Linked DNA regions of Hordeum vulgare: region 1 is linked to region 2. A link is a contact called in public Hi-C data. All regions are on one chromosome and are shown on one strand. The core of a region is the stretch at or near the end of the contact, and the rest is flanking DNA. Distances in the headings are between cores, read along the strand shown.

Region 1 (6,741 bases), core at 3,735-6,234, 150 kb after region 2:
ACTGTAAATTAAGCCCGTTCTCGAAATGGCAAGTGCACACCGAAGAAATGCTACCAATTATGCCCTAGATATCTCTGAAGAGAGAGAGAGAGAGAGGGAGATCTGGATGACTACTGCATCCATCCATCCATCCATCCATGTGCCGGAAGAAGGTAGCAATATGTTATGCATGCATATTGGGAGCTTTCACTGCGATGAAACGAGACGTCGGTTTCGCGGCTACATGCTGCGATTTGACCCTCTCGTTTGGGTGCCCTTCTCATGTCATGTGGGTCGAAACGACTGCGACGGGTGCTACAGGCGACGGTCCAGGCCAGGCCAGGTCAGGTGCATGCATGTGGCGCGGCCGCAACTGCAGAAAGGCTCCCCCCGGGAGTTATCTGATCCCCGGCAGATAATTGTATGTGTGCATGCATGCATGCATGCACCTCACCTGGCCATGATATGATATATGGCCAATGGCGATGGATGTGATACGCCCGATCTCTATACACTATATATGCTATACTTAGCAACAGCAGCAAACTAAAGTGGGCGCTGGTACAGTTTGTGTGTGTGTGACAGGTGGGAGAGACATGGATAGGGCTAGCAGCTAGCTAGCAACAGGGGAATAATGTTAGGGAAACATTATTGTGGCTACTCGCGTGCTTGTCTATTCATCCGCTTGCTCGAATTTTTTTCCTGGATCAAAGTATTCACATCCTTTCTAAGTGGTTGGGTTGGATTAGCATCAAATCATCATCGTCGTGAAGCTGAATCTGATATAAACCTGCGAACTAACAATATAATTGCGCTAATATTTCACCGAAGCTGCACAACATTATTGGAGAATGCATGTAATTTTCTTTCTTAGAGATAATATAATGGCGGACAGAGAGACAATATACAATTGAAAGTAGCTACGTGACTAAATACCACTATGCAAGCGGTTGTGTTCCGTCATCTCAAAGTTGTAGTAGATTTACAATTTGTTTCAAAGAGGGAAGTTTCCATGTTAATGGACTTGTTAGTTGAGAGCCACATTCTTGGCATAGTGTGATAAGAGTTGTGTAGATGACTCTACCCGCTTAATGTTTGAATTTCATGCTCACATTCAACTATCTGAGTTAAGCATACAGTTATGTAGATTTGCGTCAATAGTCAAAAAATCGAAACGGTCTAAGTATTCTCCTCGAAACAGGATTTTGCCCCGCTTTATATGTAAAGCAGCAACCGAACAAAATACACTACCGAATGACATGATGGTGAGGTAGCCTGCATGGAATGCCCATTCAATGGTTAATTGGATCACGCAAGCCCATTCAATGGTTAATTGGATCACGCAAGACACACACGACTATGCAACCAAAAGAGAACATAGGAAGATCAGAGTACAAATCCTAAACACCTAGGTTCCACGACAATGCCCTCAGGAGGGAGAACGTCGCTAAGCGCTGCCGCTGCTGAGTCTAGCATGAACAAAGGTCTTCACCCCGAAACACTAACACGGAAAGGAGCACCACGACGACGTCTTCAAGAAGATAACGACGTCTGCGAGCGTCTCCGTCGTCGACGACAAAGAGTGGAGCTTTTGCTCGGCAACTCCTTGGTGTCACCACAAGCCAGGTGTAGCGAGATCAGATCACAAGATCCGGATCAGGGCGCCACCATTTTCAATGATAGAGAGCGTGTCCAATCCACCGCCTCCCACACAACCAAGAGGGAAAGTCACCACCTTCGACATGGTGCCTGCCGAAAAACCACCCATGCGAACACCATCCGGGACCACCGCCCCGGCATCCATATCCGAGACACTACCACCCGCCCACATCACGATGCACCAACCATGGTAGAAGGAGTAAAAGGCAGTTCCTTTCATTCCTAGCCCGACATCAACCAAGGGATTTGGGTTGACGCCTCCACCATAGGAGGCGTCCATGCTCGCATCTCGAGACGGTCCCAATGGACCCGTGGAGACACAAGACCGAACAATCTAAGTATCTGAGGAAGAACAAAGATAAGCCGCATCAACGGGTGACCCTTCTCTCCCGTCTCCATGAGCTCCGTCCCTCTCTCTCTCTGTGATGGAAAATCTCAACTTGCCTTTTTGCTACGCATGGTTAATTTACACTTTTCTGAGTTTTTGCTTCTGAATATCAGACCAATAACACAACAATGAAGAAATTTCAGACAATATTCCTGTTTATATAATGGATGCCTGTTTCTAAAATTAGCAGAATTCCTAGCCATGCAAACCATGTTTCATCATGATTTGTAAAAAGGTTCCTAATACATTTGTTTTTTACCAAAAATACTATCATACTTCCTCCGATCCGAATTACTTGACGCAACCTCTATACAATGTGGGAGTACATGATTTGTGTTCTCTAGATGCGTTGCTGGTGTACTTGTTTGTTTCTTGTCAGACATGCGCACCAAATGCAAATGTGTTGCGATAACCCATAAAGATGATTATTCCTTCGTCCCAAAAAAAGAAGATGATTATTCCTTCCTTGGGAATCTTGATACCTGATCAGCGCAAGGGAATTTTCACCAGTTTTGAGACTTTGACAAGAACGAAAATGTAGAAAAGGATAGACCAATAATTCTCCAGTTGGATGGAATCGACGGCGCATGCACGCCGGTTTTTAGGATACAAGTGTACGACGTCCCACCTAGTTGCTGTCGACGATGATAGCCGCAATATATAGACATACTACACATTAGTAGTTTTGGCGTGAGTCAATCAAATTCCAAGGAAGGAAGAGACAGAAGCGAGCAAACTATTGTTCCAAAATGTTCAGGCCGTGGTATGTGACCAGGTTCACCGGCCGACTCCAGCTATCCATCCAGGCTGAAATTAACAGACAAACTACGGCTGCTATTTGTACAGAAGAAGGCGCCCACACGGCTCTTGTTTCAAATAGGTCGAGTATATCCGTGACGATCGATCAGATGCTCCTGTGGCTCCTTTTCGACCGGTAGAAGAGTAGGTGTGTCTCCATCCGTCGACAGATATATATGCATTTCCTACCTTATTACGTCACTAATTATATCTCACTTTAGAAACGTGCGCAAACTGAGGGTTCGTAAATTTTTAAGATGATATGCCGGCTCAGTCTTTCGAAATTGATTATAGGAGTAGAGAATACGTGTGTGCGTTCATATAGATGGATGTATGCGCGTGTATATGTGCGTTTGTATTTGTACTGTGTTCGAAAAAATGTAATTCAGATCATTATCTTACTTTGGATGAAGCTAGCCCACCAGCTGATTTAAAGTCATAAATTTAGCGTTGATTCCTACATTTTTATAAATTCAGACTTTCAGCGTTGTTAATTCAGCGGAAGACGAAGTTTGTGTCGGTGATGTCATAAATCTCAAAATGTTATGTTTGCCCACTAAAAAAAGTTGTAATGCTCAAAGTTTGCTGTGTACTTAATTCATGGAAAATTCTGCAGAAAACCCAAGGCAGAAGCGCAAGTGAAGAAGGGTAATGGAGATCAAGGAGGTTTCGCGGGAGATCTTTAGCAGAAGACACGGATGGGCTCCGTTGGGGTTAAGGATAGAAGGGTGATCAACCTAGAATTCCAATATGTGCTTTTGTAATCTAATAATGCTGCCTTTTGGCGTTAAGTGAACTTGTATTCCATGTCTCTTCCACCTGCGTGTTGATGCATGTAAAACATGTAGGTGCTGGGAGGGGTTGATTGCTTGGTTCTCCATCAACTACACGTCTCAAATCTTTACCTAATAATAAAGAGGTTATCGTTTCGTTGGAAAACCCACCGAGGTGATTTTATAAAAAAGCCCTTACTATTTACGACATTAAACTCGTAGTATATATTAAATATTTTTTTAAATACTCATATCTTTTAAACCGCAACTCCAAATTTAACATATTATATATGAAATTTGATTAGAAAAATATGTATAATTTAAATATGATATTATTTTATCTGTTAAACGTTTAATAAAAATACTATCTAGGGTGCAATCTTAATAAATAGGTCATTATTCGTCTTTCTTTCATACCGGTACTCATCCGGGTTGGGGATGAACACGTCAACAAAATCAGGATTAGAGATGAAACTGAAGGTCACTTGATTGATTCTTTGTACGTATTAAATCTACATGCAAGCCGTGTTAAAATAGAAGACCCGTGAAATTTTAAACTGCATTTTTGTAGGATAAGATCATCTTTATTTGTGTCGTAACTACAAATTCTTAGATTATAGACTATTTTTTATAAATTAAGAGTGTGTGGTATTTCTTTCTCCCGTTGCAACGCATGGGCCCTTTTGCTAGTTATTCTAACATGTTGTACAATCCTCACACCTAGACTTCTTCTTTTTAGCTGTTTCTTTCTTTTAGCTCTCTTTTGGGCTTGACGCTTATTGTATAACGGTTTGCGGTTTCCATAATGGAAACCGACGAGTGAGGCTCGTTGCTTAAGAAAAACACATGCATGTGGGGAGAGCCAGCCAGCATTCGGGTGGTCGTGGTATGGGAGAAGCACCCATAATCAGGCTATAGGGGTGTCATGGGAGAAGCACACATAATCAGGCTCTAGGGAGCTTGTTGACAAATTTCAATGTTGTGTGTCGCATGATTGCTTGGTTCTCCATCAACTACACGTCTCAAATTATTCTAACATGTTGTACATCTGAAACCACGACCTACATGCCAACACTAACAGAGGCGCGCGCGCGCACACACACACGTATATACATCGAAAGGCGAAGCACGTGATATGGTCCACACGTATGTATACCTCCTGCACATGTCGACGCGTCCAAGTCTTCCAATTAGTTAGTTATATAGTCACCGCCAGTGTCAGATAGAGAACGAATATAATGATTTTATGGGTTATAAGTACGACGGTGAAAGTGGAGCAGGATCCATCGATGGCATTGCTAGCCAACTTCACAGGCTAGGTGATCAGTACTAGATCGACGGCAAGTAGCAGGCAGCTCCTCAGTGTAAATTCTTGGAAGTTTCTGCCGGCGACGACTACCGCGTCATGTAGATGTATACACACGGCAGCGACGCGCCCGACTCGACTGAGGGTCCCCGCTCCGATCCGACAGACGCAGCACGTCGATCCAGAGGCGCCGGGACAGCCAGCTCGCCCGACTTCGGCGACCGTTGACAAACTAGAGCATACACAGTCAGGGGTCCTAGCTTTCGATCTCTGCATGCACGTACGTTGAAAATCGGAACATACGATCGAGTAGATGAGGATTCAGAGACCACAGTCAGGGGACCCATCTCAGTTAAGTTGGAACGCTGCGCATGACGCTCGTATATGCAGCAATGCAAGTTGCATCCTGGATATGCATGCAACGATCGACGACGACGCGACCAGGACGGTGAACCCAGGATACTGCTGCGGCAGCATGCTGCCGTGCCGACCTCCTCCACAGTCGAGTCAACCTTCCTTCCATCGCGTTGCAGGTTCGGCCCTGCTCCGTGGGTGGCTCAGATCCACGTACATACGCGCCGGCGGCGTCAGGTCGTCGTTCTTCGGTCACAGGGTCTTCTCCACAATGCATATCTTTCCTGTAGCTATCAGAGAGACAGCGAGCTAGGACCGAGGACCGATATTCGAGCCAGATGGTTTCACTGTGGCTCAACTGTAAATGTGTTTCTTAATTTATTTGTATACTAACCTAGCTAATTACCTCTACGCGGTTTCTACTAGCCGGATCAACAAGCAACCCAGCTGGTACTACGTATGCAGCAAGTTGGAGTAAATTTCGCTGGTTCTTGGGGCGCACGAGTTAAACTTAAACAACACATGGACATAAGAAAATCGGAGGGGTAACGTCAGAGGATAAGCACGTAGACATGTGGCGTGGTGGGTGTATATATGTTGGGAGGGCATGGAGCGCCATTGGGTGGAGTGGACACTCGTCAAACTTAGACAGCGAGGCCATGCCCATGTTACCACATCACAGCAGATCAGTTCAGAACCTGGTCAAATGCTTAATTAATTTACTACACCCCACTAGGCCACCACCATTCAGTCATCGAATCAATTATACTTGTTGTTGTTTTTAATACATCATTTGGTCGGAAGAAAATGCACATGATCAACCCTATGTCATATTCTATACTTTCTCTAAGTAAGGAGAAAATAAACACTCCCAGCCCGAGAACTGTTGGTGCCCATCTTGTTTTCCATTGCCGTCCTAAACAGATGATGGGATCGATCCGTTTTCTCAATGCTGGTTTGACAGTGACCCTCTCACCCCATGCACTTTCGGCAGATGATCATTAGATAGCGTCCCAGATTAACAATGGAATCCTGTATACCTGCCGCCCATCAGCACGCAGCAGTATTCAGAGAACCAAAGGCTACTCTGCTCCATCCCGATTTGATGTTAAAACCAAGTGGTGGCATCGACCGCTAGCTGTCGATCGATGAAGCCAGCGTTGTGCCTGTCAAATTCTCGAGAATTTTCCGTCCACTCCCGTAGCCATCCAGAGATATTCCTACCGACCTAACAAGTCCAGCCCTTCCGCCCAAAGCAACCATGCCCTTTAGTTTGTCTCTGTGTTCTGTTCCTGCAAGCTAGCGTCAAGGGGGCAAGCAGGGAGTTCATGCTTCAGAGAAAGCAACACGAACAGCGACGGCCTAGGTTTTTTTATTTAAAAAATGTGGATTACGCCGGCCTCTGCATCTGAACGATGCATGCAGCCATTTTATTAATTTTTCACAAAAATCTTACAAGTAGTACATCAGTTTGTCCGAAATCA
Region 2 (7,331 bases), core at 1,980-4,479:
AAAATCCCTGTTGATTGCATCCCTAATGCAATCTGGTTCTAAATCAAACCTTTTGGGCATTTTCAAACGAGGGTTGTCAATGTGGCAAAGGATGTACCAGATTTGCATTTCGCAAAGGGTGCACATCGTGCTCCCTGTTGGGCCGGACCACTTTAGTTCTTTTTTGTTAAAAAAAAAATCAACTCGCTTTAGTTTTTCATTAAAAACAAATAATAAGCGCGTGGGTTGGCTCGAACCCGAGACCTCTTGTTGTCAACCGATGCAAGCAACCATGAGAAACACCACATGTGTTGTGTTCACTTGCTCCCTTTTTCTTTTTTATTTCCTTTCCTTTTTCCTTTTTTTTTCTAAAATTTGTGATTTTTTAAATCGGGAACCTTTTTTGAATTTTTATACGTTTTTATAATTTTATGAATTTTAAATGCCTTAGTTATTTTAAACTATATAAAAACTGGTGGTCATCCTAGTAGGATATAGCAAATGGAAAAAGAACATCGTGAACCAGATTTTCAAAAGAAAAAAGGTTAACTAAGCTTTGAAAAAAGATTCACAGTTTTAGCAAAAGTAAAGCTATTTTTGAAGTTAATGCATTTTCAAACTCATTTTTTAACGGACAAAAGAAAGATAAATTGAATGGCCCAACATGAAGGACGGGTGCGTGCCGGGGTTAACACTGCCGCTGCCTCGCTTACCAGGCAGATGAATTCCCGATGACATTGGCCACATTAATGATTTTATGCCTCAAATGATGTCACGGTTAAATTTAGACCGAAATTACATAGTTGAGAGTTCAATCGACAATGAATTTAATTTGAGGGTTCGTTTCGTCTAACCTCTACGAGTTGAGGATTTTAAATGAGCCTTTTCCGGGGCGAAATACAAGGCTAGATTTGAGCTTCGTTTCCAAGCGGCAATTAACAGTCCAACCAAATAACCGAATTGCAATCAGGTACTACTAAATCCATTTTAGGCGGCTCAATTTGCACATCCAAACGCGGCTTGTATCACCGCTCATGGAATGGGCAACATGGACCGGAAAACAAGGGAGCTCCTATTCAGCGCTGCACGCACTAGTTATCGATTCGACGCCGGCAACGTCGCTGGCCTGGGCCGGCCCACTAGCACGCTCGCAAGCTGCTCAATTTTTTGTCTGTTGATACATTACGAAAAAGCTCCTGGATTTTCTATCTATTATGAAAATAAAAATATTAAATAGAAAAGGTTTACAAATTTAAAGAAAAAGGTTCATCCATTTAAAAAAAGTTCATGTCTTTAAAAAGGTTCATTAATTTTGAAAAAAGTTCATTGAAATTTAAAATTTCATCCAATTTGGAAAAAGTTCATTAAATTTCAAAAAAGTTCATAGAAATACAAAAAAATTAATGTATTTTAAAAAAAGATCATTGAACTATAAAAAGTTCATAAATCCTAAAAAAGTTCATCTTTTTTGAAAAACATTCATCCATTTTGAAAAAGATGTTCATCAATTTTCAAAAAACTTCGTCGGTATTCAAACGTGTTCATAGAATTTAAAGGTTCATCGACTTTCACAGAAAAGTTCATCAATTTAAAAAAAATCGTTGATTTATTTTAAAAAATTATCAATTTTTAAAAAAGTTTGTAGAATTATCCAGAAAGAGTTCGTCATCCGGCATCTAGATGGGCCAACCCATTTAAGAATGTTACATGCGCTAGTTAACAAAATGCAGGTTAACTGGTGCCTGTAGCGTCAAATAGAAAATGTCAAAAAACCATTCGCCAATGGAGGTGGCACGGTTTGGTATAAAATATGATGGCCCATCTTTTCCTTTACAAGTGTTGTAACTCACGAAGGCTATATAATACTTACTTCAAGATGTAAGCCAGCTCCCCACTGCCACTGTCAGCGGCACGGGAACACGGTTCCCTTGATCTACAGAGAACGCGTCGCCCTTATGTGTCAAATTTTTTCACTTTTTGTTTTGTTTTTTAAACCGCCGAAAGTTCCCAAAAACACTAGTGGAGAAAATATCCAACTCCTTGCTACTCTAACGGAATTATACAACTCCTAGATTCAATGGGTCGGCACACACGCTCGCTTCTGTGCGGGTGATCGACAGTTTGACGCAATTACTAGGTTTGGCTTAGTTTTCTCTTCCTTTTTTGTGGTGGGGATGTGGGTGCGGAAGAACTAGCTTAGTGCGAAACCACTACTAGTGTCACCTCAAGCGATGGAAGAAATGGGCCAGTTCATTAAGTACGATGCGAGCGGTTTTGGGAAGCTTCTAAGGATGATTGTCAAACTTTTCATCCCGACCCATATGAATTTCTTTGTTTTGTGTTTTGTGTTTTGTGTTTTTTATTTATTTCTTTTATGGGGTGTCCCCACATTTTTGGGTTTTCTACTTCTATTCTATGTTTTATACATGAACTTTGTATAAATACCAGATGAACTTTTTTCAAATACATGAGGAACAATTATTGAACACATGGTTTCTGATAAATATGGCAGAACAGTATTTCAAAATTGCACTACCCATTTTAAATATGTGTTTTTTATGAACATTATTAGGAATATGCGCACATTTTTATATTATAAGAATACTTTAAAGATGTGTTGTTTTTATAATAACAAGAATTTTGTAAACACATGTGATTTTTGTAAAGTACATGATTTTTTTTAAACATATGAATATTGGTGAAAATGTTTGAACAAGATTAGTACAAAATAAATTTTTTAACATACTCAATAATTTTAAAAATGTGTAAACTTTCTTATATATTTGATGAACATTCTTTTAATAAACCATGATTTGCGTAAAATACTCATCTTTTCAATGTTTGGTCGATGTAGATTTTTATATATGCAATCGAAAAATGTTTTACAAAGATAATGACATTTTTAGTAAATGACAATTTAATTTTTTCAGAATATGTAATGAACAAATGTGTAACAGAACATGAAAACTTCCAAGTACATGATGTATAGTTTTAGTACATTTTTTAATAAAATATAAGAATAAATATTTTAAATACAAAATAAATAATATTTCAAAATTATTTTTTAATACAACTTGAATTTATTTACAGGGAGAATGTACACTGTCTACGTACTTATTGGTGTACTGATTGGCTCTTATTTTTCCCATGGCATACTGAATTAAACTACCAAGCTTAACCACGCGCTTGCTACCCTGGCCGTGTGAGCGACGTGACGATACAATTTGCTCTGAGTGATATATACGCATGCCTTACAGAGCGTCTATCTTTTTTTTGAGTCCGCAAAGCCAGATAAATAGGCCAGACCAAGCCAGCTAGAAGCGTCCCGTTCAAAACCCAATGTGAGTGATCGTGTGTCTTCCATACGCTTCTTTCTTTTCATTTGTTCGTTTTTTTACATTTATACATATTTCTGAAAACAATTATATACATACATTACCACACTTACTTTGATAAAAAAAATAAACCAACAAATTTGGAAAATTTTAATGCAGTGTAATAAATTGTCATCACTATTTTAAAAAAATGTTGATAGCATTTAAAAAATAAATGTTGCTGAACTTTTAACAATGTTCACGTGTTTCCTAAAATATGTACATTTTCAACAAATTTTTAATGTAAAACATGTTTGTGTAATTAAAAAAACATTTCGTACCATTCAAAATAATTAACATTACATTTATCCTGCTATATAAAGATTATCTAAAAAGTGGAGAGCTCTCGTTCCATTTGAAATGTTAAGGAGTGAAATTATCCTTAAAGGAGCCAAATTAAATCAAAATGTCATCGGAGGATTTTTTGGATAATTAGATTAATCATCTAGTTATGTATTTACTTATGGTGGCGAAGAATAAAAGTATGACTATACTTTTTTATTTTTATTTTTGACTCGATAAATTACTAATTAATTAATAGGTGCAAGCCGTTTCTTGGTGTGCCAGACGAGAAGGCAAAAATGTTACGAGTTTCAAAAATATATTAATGACATTTCTTTAAATGTTTATACAATAGAAAGAATTCACGAAGTTTTAAATTTTTTATCTCTCATTAAAAATTGTGTCAACATGTATTTTAATAGTGTTTAATAGATATTAGAAAAAGTTCAAAACATGTATTTGAAAAATATGTCAATCATGTAAAATGTGAAACGTATATATAAAAAGTTTGGATGTACACCACAAATGTAAAATGTGTGTGAAAAAAAAATAGTCATAAAAACTTCTTAAATAAGTGTTTGAAAATGTGAAATATGTATAAAAGAAATGTTCCTGATGTATACAAAACTATACACTGCGAACGGAATATGTAGACATGTGTTAACATAAATTAAAAGAATTTTTTGAAAATAATGAAGAAAACCAGCGAAAAGTGAAAACAGATGAAAAAGAATAAAAGCAATAAGGAAAGCGCAAGACCAAAGAAAACCATAGAGCCACTGAAAGAAAGTGAAAACCATCTAAAAACACCACAGAGAAAAGAAACTTGCGTCCAGCTACAATATTTGGCCGGGCCAAATACCATCGCGCCATGCCTTTTTTACTTAAAAAACAAGTCATCATATGTTTCAATGATTTTTTTTTTCCAAAAAAGGAGGAAGATCCCTGGCCTGGACAATGCATGCATCCACTTTATTAATTATTTACAAAGACCTTACAAAGTAATACATCAGTACGTCTAAATCCATCATCTCGACAACATATGTCACTAGTCCTATCCTTGATGAAGGGATGCCGAAAGTCCAAGTCAAATACTAAACAGACTTCGCATCATAGCTTAACATCTAAAATCGTAGGCCCCAACCGAGCAAACAACTCATACATGAAGGTATACACCAAAGCCTACATGATACTCACAGGTTTATTCTAAACATTATATCAGAACTCGATCAGCTAGTGACAACGCCAGAAACACCAAGAAGGTCAGATCCACAACAGGCTCGTCAAAACTTCAGGTGGATCCTCCCACCGGATGGACGTGTGAAAATCAATGTAGATGCTGGAGTTTCAGCAGAACGGACGGTTGGAACGACATCGGCCAGTGTAGGGATCGTGATGGAAACTTTCTGGGTTCTTCCTTGCTGGTCATCCAGGGAATGATGGAGGCATTTGCACAGGACATGGGGATGGATCATCTCCAAATATCTTCTGATTGCAAACAAGTGATACAACATATTCACTTGTAAATTGTAATTCTAATCCTGTGGGGTGACATTTGTGGTTGGGATCACATCATGATCCGATTGTAAGGCCCTGTTTGTTTGAGAAGTTCCGGGACTTTTTTTAGTCCCAACTTAAAAGTCCCTAGTCCCTATCTGTTTGTTTCCAGGGACTAAATAGGGACTAAAGGTCATTTAATGACATGTAAAAAGACCATATTATCCTTAGTAATATAGTACTACTCCCTCTATTCCTAAATATTTGTAGTTGGGAAGAACTAGACTAGTTCTCCCCAAGTACAAGTATTTATGTACAGAGTAAGTAATACATAAGACTTTATATTTTTTTAAATTCTAGATCGTGTAAGAACAAATGTAAATCATGTATCTATAAGTGTTAAACACGTACTTCCTCTGTACCACAATATTTGTTATTGGAGAGAACTAGCCTAGTTCTCCCCAACAACAAATATTTAAGAACAGAGGGAGTAGTTATTAAATGACATGCTAAAAGTAGGGCACTGTTGGAAAAAGTGACAGAAAGTCTCAAAAAGACCCTTCCATAGAGACTTCTCCAAATAGTCCCAAATACCCCCTTTTAGTCCCTAAAAGTCCCTCCTGTTTGTTTCACATGGGACTTTTTAGGACTTTTTTTAGTCCCTCATCAAAAAGTCCCTGGAAACAAACATCCCCTAATTCCTTTGAACATTTTAGCTGATCAATAAAAGTCTGGCAAGCTTTTCTCAAAAAAGAAAGAAAAACTAGTTGCCGGTTACCGAGTGTAAAAGTCAAGGAAGTGGATCGAGTTGATCAGTTTGACCACCAGGGATTACCCATGGGTGGTTCATATCATAGATTAAAGTGGAGGGAACGCGGCACGGTGATTGCAACTTGGCAGCTTTGAATTACCGCGTACGCGTGGAGTATGACCACGGCGATCTCGGACAAACCAACAAGCTTAGAGCATTTCTAGCAGACACATTAAAAACGCAAACTGTAAAAATAGTGTACAGGTTGATAAAAAAGTATTTTAACGGTTTATTTTAGTTATATGTTTAAAAAAACTATAAAAAAGACTGTAAGAATGTGGTAAAGAGCTCTTTCCTCCAGTTCGGCGGCAACCGCCTCTTCCTCCAGCCGGCCGTGTCGGCCACGTCGGCCGGCCGGGTCGGCCGCATCCCATCGCCCGTCGCCCGCGGCCCATCCTCGTCGGTTGCGCCCCGTCACCACGCCGGCCGTGCCCAGCCTTACCGGCCACACCTTGTCGTCCGGGGGCCATGCCCCGTCGCCTCCGTCGGCCGCGGCCCATCCTCGTCGGCTGCGCCTCATCACCACGCCGGTCGTGCCCGGCCTTACCGGCCACACCTTGTCGTCCGACGGCCATGCCCCCGTCGTCAGCGACTTGCTTTGTTGCCAGCCGCGTCGGTCGAGCCGTGCCCCTTTGCCCGCCGCGCTTGGAGGATTCCGACGGCCAGACTGAGGTCATGGGAGGCCATGGCGAGGTCGAGCTCATCCAATTCAAACCGACGGCGACGATGAATTCCAGCAAGTTTAGGACGGATTCCGGCAAACTCCACGATGACATGTTTGCTCTAACGAGATTTGACCGGCATACGGGCCCCTCTAGAATCGGTCTTCCAACCTTCAAAAATAAGGGTTTGAGATGTGGCTTTACCGTGCCCCTTTAAAATCTTTACGGGTTGAACCATTTTCACAGTTTATGTTTTACACATTTTGCGTTCAAAACTGTAAAACACAAATTTTTACGGGTTTAATCAGTTATACAGGTGCTAGAGATGATTTTAGGCCTGAGACTGAGCGAAGTTACCAGGACAATTCGCCGGACAATCTGTCGGTGTTTGGCCCCGCGCGTCCGCCCTCTGACTGCCGATGCCATGCCAGAAGAACGAGCTCGCGTCGCGTACTATTGCCCACGACCTGCCACGAGAGCGTCCATGCATGTGATGGATCGGCCGAGCAGGCGACCCGGTCGTGCTTGCAGCGCATGCGTATGTATGTTTTCTTGGTTCAGACGGGAATTCAATTCGAATTACTCCGCCATCGCTCCAACACACAGCAAACCTCTGACGCTCCCACTTGTGTATACTCTTACACTGCCTGCACGTTGCGGCGATCGCGTGAAGGATCAGCGGCAGGAAGAGTTGAAACGGTGGTGCCCCACTGGCCACTGGTATAT

What was found. Hi-C and Micro-C count contacts between places; a contact is called where the count stands out from the background.
Region 1: a contact with region 2 is called in a Hi-C map of leaf, with 4 times the contacts expected there. The contact joins two enhancer-like sites. A contact is called at or near these places in 4 of 6 Hi-C or Micro-C datasets (leaf and seedling).

Annotation. Positions count from the first base shown.
Region 1 is chr1H:492,193,982-492,200,722 of MorexV3_pseudomolecules_assembly, forward strand. It overlaps LOC123449102 (AP2/ERF and B3 domain-containing protein Os05g0549800-like), which reads left to right. Exons shown (of 1, transcript XM_045126192.1): 1 at 1-26. Among protein-coding and RNA genes, the nearest start is that of LOC123449102, 4.9 kb to the left of the region's middle. Within about 2 kb of position 4,985, at least 1 of the 3 cell types and tissues checked has open chromatin away from gene starts, as enhancers often do. A contact at or near this core is called in leaf, where this site is marked.
Region 2 is chr1H:492,049,037-492,056,367 of MorexV3_pseudomolecules_assembly, forward strand. No RefSeq gene overlaps it. Among protein-coding and RNA genes, the nearest start is that of LOC123449081, 12 kb to the left of the region's middle. Within about 2 kb of position 3,230, at least 1 of the 3 cell types and tissues checked has open chromatin away from gene starts, as enhancers often do. A contact at or near this core is called in leaf, where this site is marked.